Regions from separate parts of the Hordeum vulgare genome. Here region 2 is linked to region 1. The links are chromatin contacts, called in public Hi-C maps. All regions are on one chromosome and are shown on one strand. Each heading gives the region's core, a stretch centred on a gene start, on an enhancer-like site or on the middle of the called end of the contact. The rest is flanking DNA. Distances are from core to core; before and after follow the strand shown. Region 1 has its middle 180 kb from the start of LOC123428378. Region 2 overlaps LOC123428396 (phospholipid-transporting ATPase 3).

Region 1 (7,047 bases), core at 4,071-6,570:
TCTAAAAAATATTCATGTTTTCACATGGAAGCAATTTGCACGTACAACTAGCAACGCTATAAAAAGGGTTGAGCGAGTGATACGTCTCCAACGTATCTATAATTTTTTATTGTTCCATGATATTATATTATCATTCTTGGATGTTTTACAATCATTTTATAGTCATTTTATATCATTTTTTGGTACTATCCTATTGACATAGTGCCCAGCGCCAGTTGCTGTTTTCTGCATGTTTTTTTACATCGCAGGAAATCAATACCAAATGGAGTCCAAATGCAGCGAAACTTGTTGCGGATTTTTTTGGTCCAGAAGACATCTAGTGGGCCAGGAACGCACCTGACGGGAGCTCCGGCGGGTTGTTCCCTCCTCGTTGGCCTCCCGCACCGCCTCTTTGCTCTATAAATAGCTCAATATTCCAGAAACCCAAAATAGGGGTACGCAAATCAATTCCAGCCGTCGTAGAGTCCAGAAACACCAGATTCAATCTAGACACCATCATAGAGGGGTTCATCATGTCCATCGGTGCTTCTTCGATGATGCGTGAGTAGTTATTTGTAGACCTACGGGTCCGTAGTTAGTAGCTAGATGGCTTCCTCTCTCTCTCTTGATTATCAATACAATGGTCTCTTGGATATCCATATGATGTAAGTCTTTTCGCGGTGTGTTTGTTGGGATCCGATGAACATTGAGTTTATGATCAGATCTATGTTTTTATCCATGAAAGTTATTTGAGTTTTCTTTGATCTCTTATATGCGTGATTGATTATAGCCTCGTATTTCTTCTCCGATATTTGGGTTTTGTTTGGCCAACTTGATCTATTTATCTTGCAGTGGGAAGACGTGCTTTTTGATGGGTTCGATCTTATGGTGCTTGATCCCAGTGACAGAAAGGGAAACGACACGTATGTATCGTTTTTATTAAAGATAACAAGATGGGGTCTATTTCTACATAAATAGATCTTGTCTACATCATGTCATCGTTCTTATTGCATTACTCCGTTTTTCCATGAACTTAATACACTAGATGCATGCTGGATAGCGGTCGATGTGTGCAGTAATAGTAGTAGATGCAGGCAAGAGTCGGTCTACTAATCTTGGACGTGATGCCTATATAATGAGCATTGCCTAGATATCTTCATGATTATTTGAAGTTCTATCAATTGTCCAACAGTAATTGTTTTCCCACCGTTTGCTATTTTTCTCGAGAGAAGCCACTAGTGAAACCTACGGCCCCCGGGTCTCTTTTCATCATATTTGCCTTTGCGATCTATTTTACTTTGCTTTTATTTTCAGATCTATTAAACCAAAAATACAAAAATACCTTGCTGCAATTTATTTGCTCCACGATCTATTTATCCTATCTACCACTTTTACCTCACGTTATTTGCCTATCTTGAGGCGTCGTACCCGAAAGGGATTGACAACCCCTTTAACACGTCGGGTTGCGAGAATTTGTTATTTGTGTGTAGGTGTTGTTTACGTGGTGTGAGGAGGTTCTCCTATTGGTTCGATAACCTTGGTCTCATTACTGAGGGAAATGCCTACCGTTGCTATATTGCATCATCCCTTCCTCTTCGGGGAAATACCGATGTAGTTATAGCAGACATCAACGAGCGGTAACATAGCCAAACAAAGGTTTGCTGGGATGTGGAGGGGGTTAGAGGCTTTTCATGGCAATGTTGGGAGGCTTGACATAATAGGTGGTAGGCAACAAGACATAGTCATAGAAACGAGACAACTAGCATGGCAATGATAGTAGTGGTATTCAGGGAAATGGTCATCTTACCTAAGGTCTGCTTGGAAGAAGAAAAAATCCATGAAGTAGACAAACCGACATAGTCGAACGAATCATCGCACTCTGAATCAGTTTCGGAACTCTATCGAGAAGAAATAATCCAGAAACAACAATCAACACTCGATAAACACCACAACATATACATGACATGATGCGCAAACACATATGATGTATGTCCATACGATTATGCAAGGCATGACAAAGCATAACAATAAATACTACACATTAAGTGAAGTGCAATTTGCAACGAGTTGTATATTGACGAAACTCCACATTTGAATTACTTAGTTCACTCCCGTTTAGGTACACGGCAATATTAAATGTTGTTAACCATGGCAAGACGTGAAGCATAAATAAATTCTATATACAGGCTTTTTTAAATGAGGTCCAAACAACTTATAGTATTTCTGAAATGACGCATAACTTAATTAAGATTTCGGTACTGTTATGCCTAGAACACAATTCTAAAGTTCTTAAACAGTAAAATAAATGCCACTATGTTATTCCACACATTTTTCTAGTTAAGTTACATATGTGGATAATTTAATTCAGAGCTACGGTTATTTAGATATGAAATAACCGTTTTGACATGGTAATTATGCAAGTTAAATGGAAACACAATGTTAAACATTTTAACCTTGGATGAAAGTTGGATATTGTTAATATACATGAAATTCTAAACATGTTTCGTTTATCAAGTGTTATAATCCGATCCAGAGTTAATTAATTATGGGCAATACAATATAGTGGTATTTTGTAAATATGTATGTGCTGGTAAATTAGATAAATGGCACATACAGAAAAACAAAACTACTATGCGGGCTAGAAGCGGTGTAGTGTAGCATCCCTGTATTGGAATCGGCCCAAGTGGCCATGTGTGTGTGCACGTATGGTAAATTTTTTGCCTCCCATAGGTTCGATCCCTCGTTTATAAAGTGTTATAATCCGATCCAGAGTTAATTAATTATGGGCAATGCAACATAGTGGTATTTTGTAAATATGTATGTGCTGGTAAATTAGATAAATGGCACACACAGAAAAACAAAACTGCTATGCGGATAAATGGCACACACAGAAAAACAAAACTGCTATGCAGGCTAGAAGTGGCGTAGTGCAGCATCCCTGTATTGGAATCGGCCCAAGTGGCCATGTGTGTGCACGTATGGTAATTTTTTGCCTTCCATGGGATTCGATCCCTCGTTTATAAGTGTTATATAATCCGATCCAGAGTTAATTTAATTATGGGCAATGCAATATAGTGGTATTTTGTAAATATGTATGTGCTGGTAAATTAGATAAATGGCACACACACAGAAAAACAAAACTGTTATGCGGGCTAGAAGCGGCGTAGTGCAGCATTCCTGTATTGGAATCGGCCCAAGTCGCCATGTGTGTGCACGTATGGAATTTTTTTTGCCGTCCATGGAATTCGATCCCAGTCCCTCCTGGTTGCAAATGAATGAAGGGCAGTACTGGGCGCCGGTGCGCCGGTCGATCGTGCATCGTTCGATTGGAGTTGTCGTAACCATTGGATCTGCTCTGTCCGTTTGGTAAAAATAAACAACCCCAAACCGCGCATGCATAGCAGAAGTCAACGACGAGATCTGAGACGACCGCAGCTAGCCAACTTCCGTCAATGATGGACTCCGCGTTTGCCGCTGTCGTCGCTCACAGCATCGCACGTCTACGGCCCTTGCAGCTTGCAGTAGACCCGGCGAGCGGCAACGGCCACCGGCGAGCTATGATCGCGCGCAGCCCCGGCGAGCGGCAACAGCCACCGGCCCCGGCGAACGGCGCCCATCCCCGGCGAGGATGCCATTAACCCAGTCCCGCACCCACAGCCACCTCTTTTCCCAGCTCCGGCGAACGAGCTGCATAACTGCGACGGCGAGGCACTCCCACGATACAGGATGCTGGAACTAACATCGATTTTTTGCTGCATGCTTCAACCGGCATCACAATTTGCTACAACCGGCATCGCTATTTGCTGCAACTAGTGTTGCATTTTGCTACATCGCACATGGCTTTGCGATTTTTGCTACAACCGGCAATGAAAAAAGCTATATCCGGTGACATGATTTGCTGCAATGGCCACGGCGAAGTTTTTGGTGGCAACGGTGGCGTTGTGATTTTTGCTGCAGCCTTGTCGGTCCTTCGTTGTAGCTTTTTTATCAACGGTTGTAACATTTTATGTCAACGGTTGCAACATTCTGTCATGACAATGACTGCTTGCAGCTTTTTATATGTCTGGTTGCAGCTTTATTCATCAACGGTTGTAGCATTTTATGTCAATGGTTGCAGCATCCCGCCATGACAATGACCGCTTGCAACTTTTTATATGCCCGGATGAAGCTTTTTCATATGGGTTTGAAGCTTTTTTTGACAGCGGTTGTAGCATGAGCGTAAAAAATGGTTTCCATCGCCGTCCAACAGCAGCCCCATGTCCACAAGCGCCTCCGCTTGCAGCACTAACTCGAGGGCCTTCCCCGGCGATGCGACCCCACCGGCAAAACCATGAGAAGCTTGGCTGGGGGACGAGATGCTTGTAGAAGCACGGGGGAGAAGAAAGTTTCTCGCCGCATCAGGTCGGCGTCCTCAACGACGACGGCCGGTGGTCGCCCTCAATAGATGAGAGAAGGTGGGGGGAGGAGAAGGTCGCTCGGGGAGAGAAGGGTGCTCGCGTGTGGCCAGAAAGGCGCGCGAGGGGATAAGGCTGTGACGGGATGCGAGCCGCTAGATCTAATCGCATCAGACGTCGCGCGATGGACTAACTCGAGCGTTCGGCCGGACTGTCGTATGTAAACGTTTACCATGAATGAACGCACGCACTAACCAGGTGAGCTACGGAACACTTTTGATAAATGGAGTGCACCCGGCATGAAACTACCCGGTCGCAAATCTGAACGAAACTAAAAATGACAAGACAAATAGCTAACTGAACCCATCTTGAGAAAACCTAACTGAATAAGAGAACACAGGGCCGGCCTCGGCTGTGCTCGCGACGAGTCAGGGTATCTGGGTATGGTTCGGGTTAGTGGATGCTGCACGGGGTGCTCACGGGCGCGGTCATGGTAACGAATTTTGATGGCTGGGGCGCGGTTCCGCAAGCAGTGGCGAGGTAGAGATCTTGAAGATGCGGGGTTCATGGTGGTGGCGACCTGCGGCCGGCACGACGAACAGCGAGGCATGCTCTTGGGATGGGGTTGATGTGACCGGCGAGATCGGATAGAGGAGAGGCGGCACGGTGAAGAGCTTCTCCGGCGGAGGCGCGCGGGAGATTCGCGCGAGCTCCGTTCGTTTCCTCCCAGAGAAGAACACAAACTAGAAAGGGAGAGAAATTAGAGGAGGAAGGAGGGAGCAACGAAAGGAAAGGAACAGAGAGGAAGGTCGGCACTCATGTGGTGGCTCCGACGACCTACGATTTGCTCGTGGCGATGCACGGGAGCTTGCACGGCTGCAGGAACTCCTGCTCATGTGGTCGCGTGGATGAAGATGGTTGCGGTTGTCGAACACGTCCAGGAGATAGGGGTTGGGGACGAGGTCGACCACAGGAGGCCATCGTTTGGTTGTTGTGGGAGCTCGTGGACAGGGCTTGAAGGGATTTGAATTTCGGCCGTACAAATCAAATTTCGGCCGAATTTCGGTCATCTCGGTCTGGGGCGAGAAATATCTATCGGCCGAAAAAAATGATTTTTGGTTAAATTTGTCAGATTTTAATCAAATTTCAGTCAAATTTTGGTCAAATTTCAACCGAATTTTTTGAAAATGACCGAAATTCGGCCATCTCGGCCTGTGGCGAGAAAAAACACAAAACGAAAATCAAAACACTAGATCAGGTTCGAGCAAAGAATCGAGAGAGGTGGTGGCTGGTTGGCTCTTGGCTCTTGGCTCCTTGCTTCTATGATTTGGGCGGCACGGAAAGAAAGGAAGATGGTCGGAGGCTGCTGCTCGAGATTCGGATCGAGGCACATCCCGAGCAACGAGGGGACTGCTCGAGTGGCGACCGCAAAGATTATTTGGTGGATGGTACCGCTAGGGGTAGGGTTTCGTCGGCTATATAGCAAATGGGGCTAGGGTTAGTAATGAATTGAGTTGTTCGATCGCAATCTGACGGCTCCGGTCGCAGGGATAGGGTAGGTTGGGCTATGTAGAGGGGGTTGGGCTAAAAAGAGAGGGAACTTTACGGTCCGTGACGGATTTTTTTAAAACCGAAACCATCCGACAATTTACCGGCTATAGTGTCGTTATAGGTTTAACGGTTTGAGTAGCAAACGACCTCCAAATGCGATCAAATTTGACAGCCATGCTACCTACAATAAAACAAGACCACACGCCAAATTTTAACCCATTCCGTGAATGTTTATACACACTTTAAAAACAATATTTTAATGATGTCACGGGTGTGTGCGGGTGTGATTGGTCTCAAATCGGTCAAGACAAGAATGAAGAGAACAGACAATTAATAACGGGTGCAAGTTTAAAAAACGAGCACTGATGCTATCCAGATGATGCGAATGATGTGATGATGAATACGACAAGCAATTAAATCACACGACGACAATGGAACACAAAGGGAATCTTCTGGGCGTTGGTTCCGGGCTATTACACCCTTTTATAGGAAGGCAAAAATCCAACCATTACCCCCTCAGCCCGCATACAAGCGGTACTATTGCTCCGGAGAGCGAACTATGATAACCCACAAGTATTTCGCCCTAATTTATTGATTTGATGCAAGGGAGCCAAAGAATATTTATTGGCCGTAACAGTTGAGTTGTCAATTCAACCGCACTTGGCATATCTTTCTCCAGCAAGTATTTAGTACCACGACAAGTGATAGTAGTAACCGTTATAGTGATAGCAGCAATTTTGGTAACAGTAGTAACGGTAGTAACAGTAGCAGTTGAGTAGCAAGTGTGAAAGTAGCAGCAACAGTAGTATCTTAGCTAAATTCATTATATGTAAAGCGTAGGCACGTAGATCAAGAGTGAATAATGATTTAGGTGACATTGATCATATAAAAATTACACACTAGGGCGACACAGAACTAGCTGCAATTCATCGATATAATGTAGGAATGTATTCTGTATATAGTCATACGTGCTTGCGATAAGAACTTGCATGACATTTTTGTCCTACCCTCCCGTGGCAGTGGGGTCCTATTGCGAACTTAGGGGTATTAAGACCTCCTTTTAATAGATAACCAGAACAAAGCATTAACACGTAGTGAATACATGAACTCCGCAAACTACGAC
Region 2 (6,366 bases), core at 1,968-4,467, 620 kb before region 1:
ATCAAGGGGAAACTCAAAAGCAGTCTTGTCCTTTGCTGATAATTATACTGAACTATTTGAAGAGATTCGTGGTGTTTTGGGAGCACAAAATCAGAAATATAAACAACTTGCTGATTGCAAAAGGAGGCCAAAACCATTCCAAGTTGGTGATAAGGTGATGGTCTACCTCCGAAAAGAGAGGCTGCCTTTAGGTGTTAAAGGGAAGCTTAGGCAGCGAAAGTATGGGCCCTTCTCTATCATGAGGAAGATAAATGATAATGCTTATGTGATAGATCTTCCAAGCGACATGGGTATATCCAATACTTTCAATGTTGCGGACTTGACCCTCTACCATCCAGAAGAAACGCTCTATGAAGATAACTCGAGGGCGAGTTCCAAACAACCAGGGGAGAATGATGAGGAAAAATAGTAGAAGAAAAAGAAAGAGAAAATCACATGCCAGATCTGTTTGGCCACTTCTAGATACTTCCACTCTAGTGTAGTATTTTTTTTTCTTTACCCTACCTACTGTTTCTAGAGTTCTCTAGTTATAAGTAGCTGTGAGTAGAATGGTGAATACTAAATAGTGTTTCCTAGAGTGTTCCAGCTATAAGTAGAAGTATGTGAAAGCTTCTCAAAGCCCTATAAATAGAGGTCCTCACCTCTAGTTGTAACCAGATTATGTACCCACTATCTATAATAGAATTTGTTGTTCCTATCTAAGATCTTGGACTAGATCTTGTGCTCCAGGAGTTTTGGATTGAACTCCTGCTGCCATATTGGCCTCCGCTCGCCTCTAGAGCGATATCTAGCACAGCACGTTGAAGTAGTTCCTTCAACACTTGTGCTGTACACATTGTAGCAGTAAGGTGGAGTTGTTCCTCCACAACCTTGTGCTGCTTCAAGCATGCCATCCTTTATTTGTGGATATACGAGTTTTTTAGTACTCATATGTGGATAGTTTGTAGGTTCTTGGGCTGTAAAATGAGGTTGATATTATTACATTTTAAAGGCAATAACCAATATTGTACCTTCACAATAAGAGTTTGTGCATGTGATTCGCTACTCATCATTGTACATTGGTTTCATTTGCTATTCCAGTTTTGATCTCAGAAACCAATTCTGTACTGTTGACATGCCAAGTGTCCTAACTTCACAACTTTGTACTAAAGCAAGTACAAAGTTTCTGGTTTAGTAGTTACCCAATACAAGTAATATCAAAATTTCTGGTTTGTGTGTTAATTTCCTTGCCTAAACTGTTTGGTCAAATGATGCCAAAATACCAATGTTGACGCACATTTTGTAGGTTACTAGCTTAGTTAGGAAGGGTGCTCGTAAGATAACTCTCAGCATTGGCGATGGCGCTAATGATGTAAGCATGATTCAAGCCGCTCATGTTGGGATTGGCATTAGTGGACAAGAAGGAATGCAAGCAGTTATGGCTAGTGATTTTGCCATCGCTCAATTTCGTTATCTTACTGATTTGCTTCTTGTACATGGACGGTGGTCATACTTGAGATTGTGCAAGGTATGCTTATGGTTTCGTTAGCCTGTATCTTTCCATATATTTATAGTTCGCAAAACTAAATGTCGTCACTTGCTGTTTCAGGTTATCACGTACTTCTTCTACAAGAATCTGACATTTACGCTAACTCAGTTCTGGTTCACTTTCCAAACTGGCTTTTCTGGTCAGCGGTTTTATGATGACTGGTTCCAGTCGCTGTATAATGTCATTTTCACAGCACTACCCGTAATTATGGTTGGATTATTTGATAAGGTATAGCGGCCTGTATTCATTTTACATTTAGTTCTGGAATGATGCTGTTTGTGGCATTCATGTAACTGAACCATTTCAGGATGTGAGTGCATCTCTATCAAAGAAATACCCACAACTTTACCAGGAAGGAATTAGGAATACATTCTTCAAGTGGAAAGTGATAGCGGTGTGGGGTTTCTTTGCTTTCTACCAGTCAATAGTGTTCTATTACTTCACTGCAGCTGCAAGTCAGCATGGTCATGGCTCATCTGGCAAGATTCTTGGACAATGGGATGTTAGCACGATGGCCTTTACTTGTGTTGTGGTTACTGTGAACCTCCGCCTCCTCATGTCATGCAATTCTATTACCAGATGGCATTATTTCAGTGTAGCTGGCAGTATAGCGGCCTGGTTTCTGTTTATCTTTATATACTCTGCCATAATGACATCATTTGACAGACAGGTGGGTGAATTATGCACTAATCTATCTCTCTGCTGATGACTATTTGGGCCTAATGATCATTCTTTCTATAAATGCATAACATCATGCTGTGTTCCTTCTGCAGGAAAATGTATATTTTGTGATTTATGTTCTGATGAGTACCTTTTTCTTCTACCTCACACTAATTCTTGTTCCGGTCATCGCTCTCTTTGGTGACTTCCTATATCTATCGTAAGATACCACCTATTCCTTTTGCACAATTATATGTCAGTGTCGTCTGGTTTTGATTCTTTCAGTCTACATACTGAAGTGGCTGAATCAACCGTGTGCTGTCTCTGATACTCTGTCGGTTTTCCAGGCTTCAGCGATGGCTATTCCCTTATGACTACCAAGTTGTTCAAGAAATGCACAAGGATGACCCCCATGAATACAGTATGATACGTCTTCCAGAGAGGAGCCATTTGAGCCCTGAAGAAGCGAGAAGCTACGCGATTTCCATGCTCCCCCGAGAGAACTCCAAGCACACTGGTTTTGCTTTTGATTCCCCAGGTTATGAGTCATTTTTTGCATCGCAGCAAGGTGTCTGTGTGCCTCACAAGTCATGGGATGTCGCAAGGAGAGCCAGCATGAAGCAGCAGCGGCAGCAGCCACAACGAACAGGAAGATCCTAATCCTGGATTTGTGTAAAGTTTTGTACATCATGTTCGTTTGCCCACAGACCACATGATTGTGTATAAGTAGCCTTGTAGCACTTTTTCTTGTTTGTCACCCAATGACCCAATATGTTATGCTAGCGATGTTAGTAGGTGACCATTGATCTTGATGACTGAAGAATCAGGTAGGCATTTGGTTAAACAAAGTGGAAACTGGAAAATGCAGTTAGCGAAATTCTTATGATTTTTACAGAATTGGATGTTACTGAAATTTGTCTTGTCTTATTATGAAATCTTGCTTTGTTGCAGAATGAATGCAGTGCTGGTGTGTTCCAGGCATAGATCTTGATGCTTGTTGGGTTGACATGTCAGTTTTCCTTTTTTTCCGTTTGCTCCCTGACTCTTAACGCGTGAGCGCCAGCTTTCCTCTCTTCTTCCTGTTGAGCAGCGTACCAACCTTATCCCAAGATGTGAGAACTGTCCGCCGGAGGAGTGAGTATTTACTTTGTGTTCCCTCCGTTTATAAATATAAGTCTTTCTAGAGATTTCATTAGTGAGTACATATGAAGTAAAAATGAATGAATCTACACTATAATATATGTAAACCTAAGAATGGTTATTAAGAACCGGGTGTAACGGTTTGGTTCTTACTTTGGGTTTGCTTGGTTCAGGTTTTATTGGGTTGAGATTTTTTTAGTTTGGTTTTGGTTTGGGTGTGTGGAGAAACCAGTTTAGGTATAATTGGTTATGGGTTTAAACGGTTTGGTTATTAATGGTTATAAACTATGAGTTCAAACAAATTTTTAGGCATTGGTTATATGCAATAATCAACAATGACCGAGAACGAGTATCTTTGATCCGTGTGCATGCTATAATGCACTATGTAACTATGTATTACGAGGAAACACCACATGAAAATCGAAAGTGTTTGCTTGTTCTTTCACTAAGCAATTTTGCTTGTTCTTTCGCTAAGCAATTTGGTTTTAATATACTTGTTAGTGAGCTTTTCAGTCATGGACATGTTTTTTTTGCCTCTTGCTGTGTGCTGACTGTATCTCAAGCATAGTTTTGTTTTCAAACTATTGTAGACACATTTATGCATTTTTTATCTCATATGCTTCTTAACATGTCAATTTGTGTAATCATATGTACATTAAAACAAACTCATAGTTATTTACTAGGTTTAAATTCATGGTTATGTATTTGGTTTAAATTGGTTTGGGTGGAAAAAATAGTGGGTTCGGTTTTGGTTGGGCTAAAAATGACACTAAATGGGTACGGTTCAAGTATGGTTTTGAGAGATAAATGAACGAATATGGTTCAAGTATGATTCAAGTATAAAACCATTCTTAAGTTTAAATGTATGTTAATATATAATCCATATGTAATTTCATAGTAAAAAAGTCTTAAATGAAAATATGAGAAAGAAAATGTAAATGTTGACGCACATGGACCCTGGCGTCTGGGTGCGCGCAATTGACACCAGTAGGTTTGCACTAGATTGAACTTATGAGACTGGGTGCGCGCAATTGACACCAGTAGGTTTGCACTAGATTGAACTTATGAGACGCAAGGGACCCTGGCGTCTGGTTCCTGGTCCAGACGTTAGGGTCCCTGGCGTCTGACCCCTTTGCCACGTCATCCGATCAACGACAGACTGATCGACTGGGCCCGTGCTATACGCTGGGGTCCCTGGCGTCTCCAGTGCAACCCAGACGTCAGGAACGTTGGCGTCACTTAAAGATGTCAATTTTGAGCTTATTTTCAAACTGGGGTCAGATTTGCGTTTTGTTTGTAGCAAAGGTTATAAAAAAAATCGACCAGCCGACGACGACCTACTAGCAGCGACCAGGCAAGTAGCTTTGCACGGGAAGCGGCTGGATCCCACGAACGGACGTACATGCACTGGCTTTGAGGCGCGTTGCGACATGATGACACGTCTGCGTAGATCGATTTGAGCGGCGGTCGGGAGGTTGACCTACAGCAAGATGAGAGCCATGCCCGCAGCAGAGGAGAGCGTCGACCAGGAGGGTGACGAGACAACCCGACATGACGATGCCACAGATGCACGGGATGTCCAGCAACGAGGTAGAAGGGGTAGCAGCGGCTCGGAAAGAGCCACGCGGTAGGGAAGTTAGCGACAACCACCGAGAGAAGGCAACGACGGCATAATAGAAGATTGGATCAGGAGGGCGAGTTGCGGCCGTCGAAAAGATAACCTAAGCTCTAATACCATGTTAGAAAAGCAACTTATCTTCATTAAAAGCTCAAGGGGCATATATATATTACACAAGATTTGAGGTGCAAGGAAAGTAAACATAGATTAATAAGAACTCCTAGACCAATACTAATACTCCCTCTGTTCCTAAATATAAGTCTTTTTAGAGGTTTCACTAATAGACTACATACGGATGTATATAGACATATTTAAAAGTATAGATTCACTCATTTTGCTTCGTATGTAGACATTTAATGAAATCTCTTAAAATACTTATATTTAGGAACGGAGGGAGTACTTCCTAACAAAATATAAATCCAAGATCATTTGCTAAGTTCAAATAGTTTTCAAACTATGTCTATGTTTAAACTAAATTTTAATCCGAGTTCATTTTCTCTAAAGTCAAATATAACTCAAAAACATTTACTAGGTTTAATTCATTTTATTAAACCATATTGACATATTTTTATTCAAATTAAACCTAAGGTTTCAAAGTTATATTCAAACTATGTTATAATTAAATTCAAATGTTATATGAATTTCCTATAGTCAAGTAATAATAAAAAATATCTAATAAAGTACACATTATAGTTTGTGTATCCTAATTGTTTTATTCAATAATTTATTTCAAACTTAAAACCTAATTATGTTTAATTTCCATTTGAATTCTACCACGGTTTAAACTATATTTGAGTTCTAATTATAAATTACTTTAAAAATAGATTACAATAGCTAAGACGAAACTATATTTATTTAGGTTCAATTTGCAAAAAGAATCAATTAATTTGGATTTATAAACTGCAAGTTATGCCCTAGTCAAATTCAAACTCATTCTTTTGAATTAAATTTTTTAAAATATAAATTTCGAAATTTAAATTTTGTGAGTGGGAGTATATTTCATAAGGATAGTTCTATAAAAAGAATCACTCAATTTGGACCTACGGGTAAAAGTTATAAGTGTTTTAAGTTGAACCAGGTTTTGTGCAAAATTGCCATTTAATTCGGTTAAACAGAAATAGCTACAGATAAGGTTGTGGATAAAGTGGCAACGTGGAACATTTTGGTTGGCCCATACCGATCCGAGTGTAGTTGTTGTTTGAGAACCATTAGATCTATATCTGACAGTCGTTGTTGCGTACCCCTTCACGAAATGAAGTGATCTAATCTAGATCGTCTACCCGGGATTGGACGACCGAGATCTCAACGCGGGGTTTGTCACCGGTGGTTCGCCAGAGAAAAAGGTGACGTCGACAGACGCGTGTGTCATCACCGGTGGTCGTTGGGGGCACGTGGAGAGGCCCATGGGGATCACTGCATC

What was found. A called contact is a pair of places that touch in the nucleus more often than the background predicts.
Region 2: a Hi-C map of leaf shows a contact between it and region 1, with 5 times the contacts expected there. The contact joins two enhancer-like sites. A contact is called at or near these places in 2 of 6 Hi-C or Micro-C datasets (leaf and seedling).

What each region holds. Positions count from the first base shown.
Region 1 is chr1H:186,989,259-186,996,305 of MorexV3_pseudomolecules_assembly, reverse strand. No RefSeq gene overlaps it. Among protein-coding and RNA genes, the nearest start is that of LOC123428378, 180 kb to the right of the region's middle. Within about 2 kb of position 5,320, at least 1 of the 3 cell types and tissues checked has open chromatin away from gene starts, as enhancers often do. A contact at or near this core is called in leaf, where this site is marked.
Region 2 is chr1H:187,610,397-187,616,762 of MorexV3_pseudomolecules_assembly, reverse strand. It overlaps LOC123428396 (phospholipid-transporting ATPase 3), which reads left to right. Exons shown (of 27, transcript XM_045112594.1): 23 at 1,286-1,507; 24 at 1,589-1,756; 25 at 1,836-2,198; 26 at 2,302-2,408; 27 at 2,536-3,101. The coding sequence ends at 2,848. Among protein-coding and RNA genes, the nearest start is that of LOC123428396, 37 kb to the left of the region's middle. Within about 2 kb of position 3,217, at least 1 of the 3 cell types and tissues checked has open chromatin away from gene starts, as enhancers often do. A contact at or near this core is called in leaf, where this site is marked.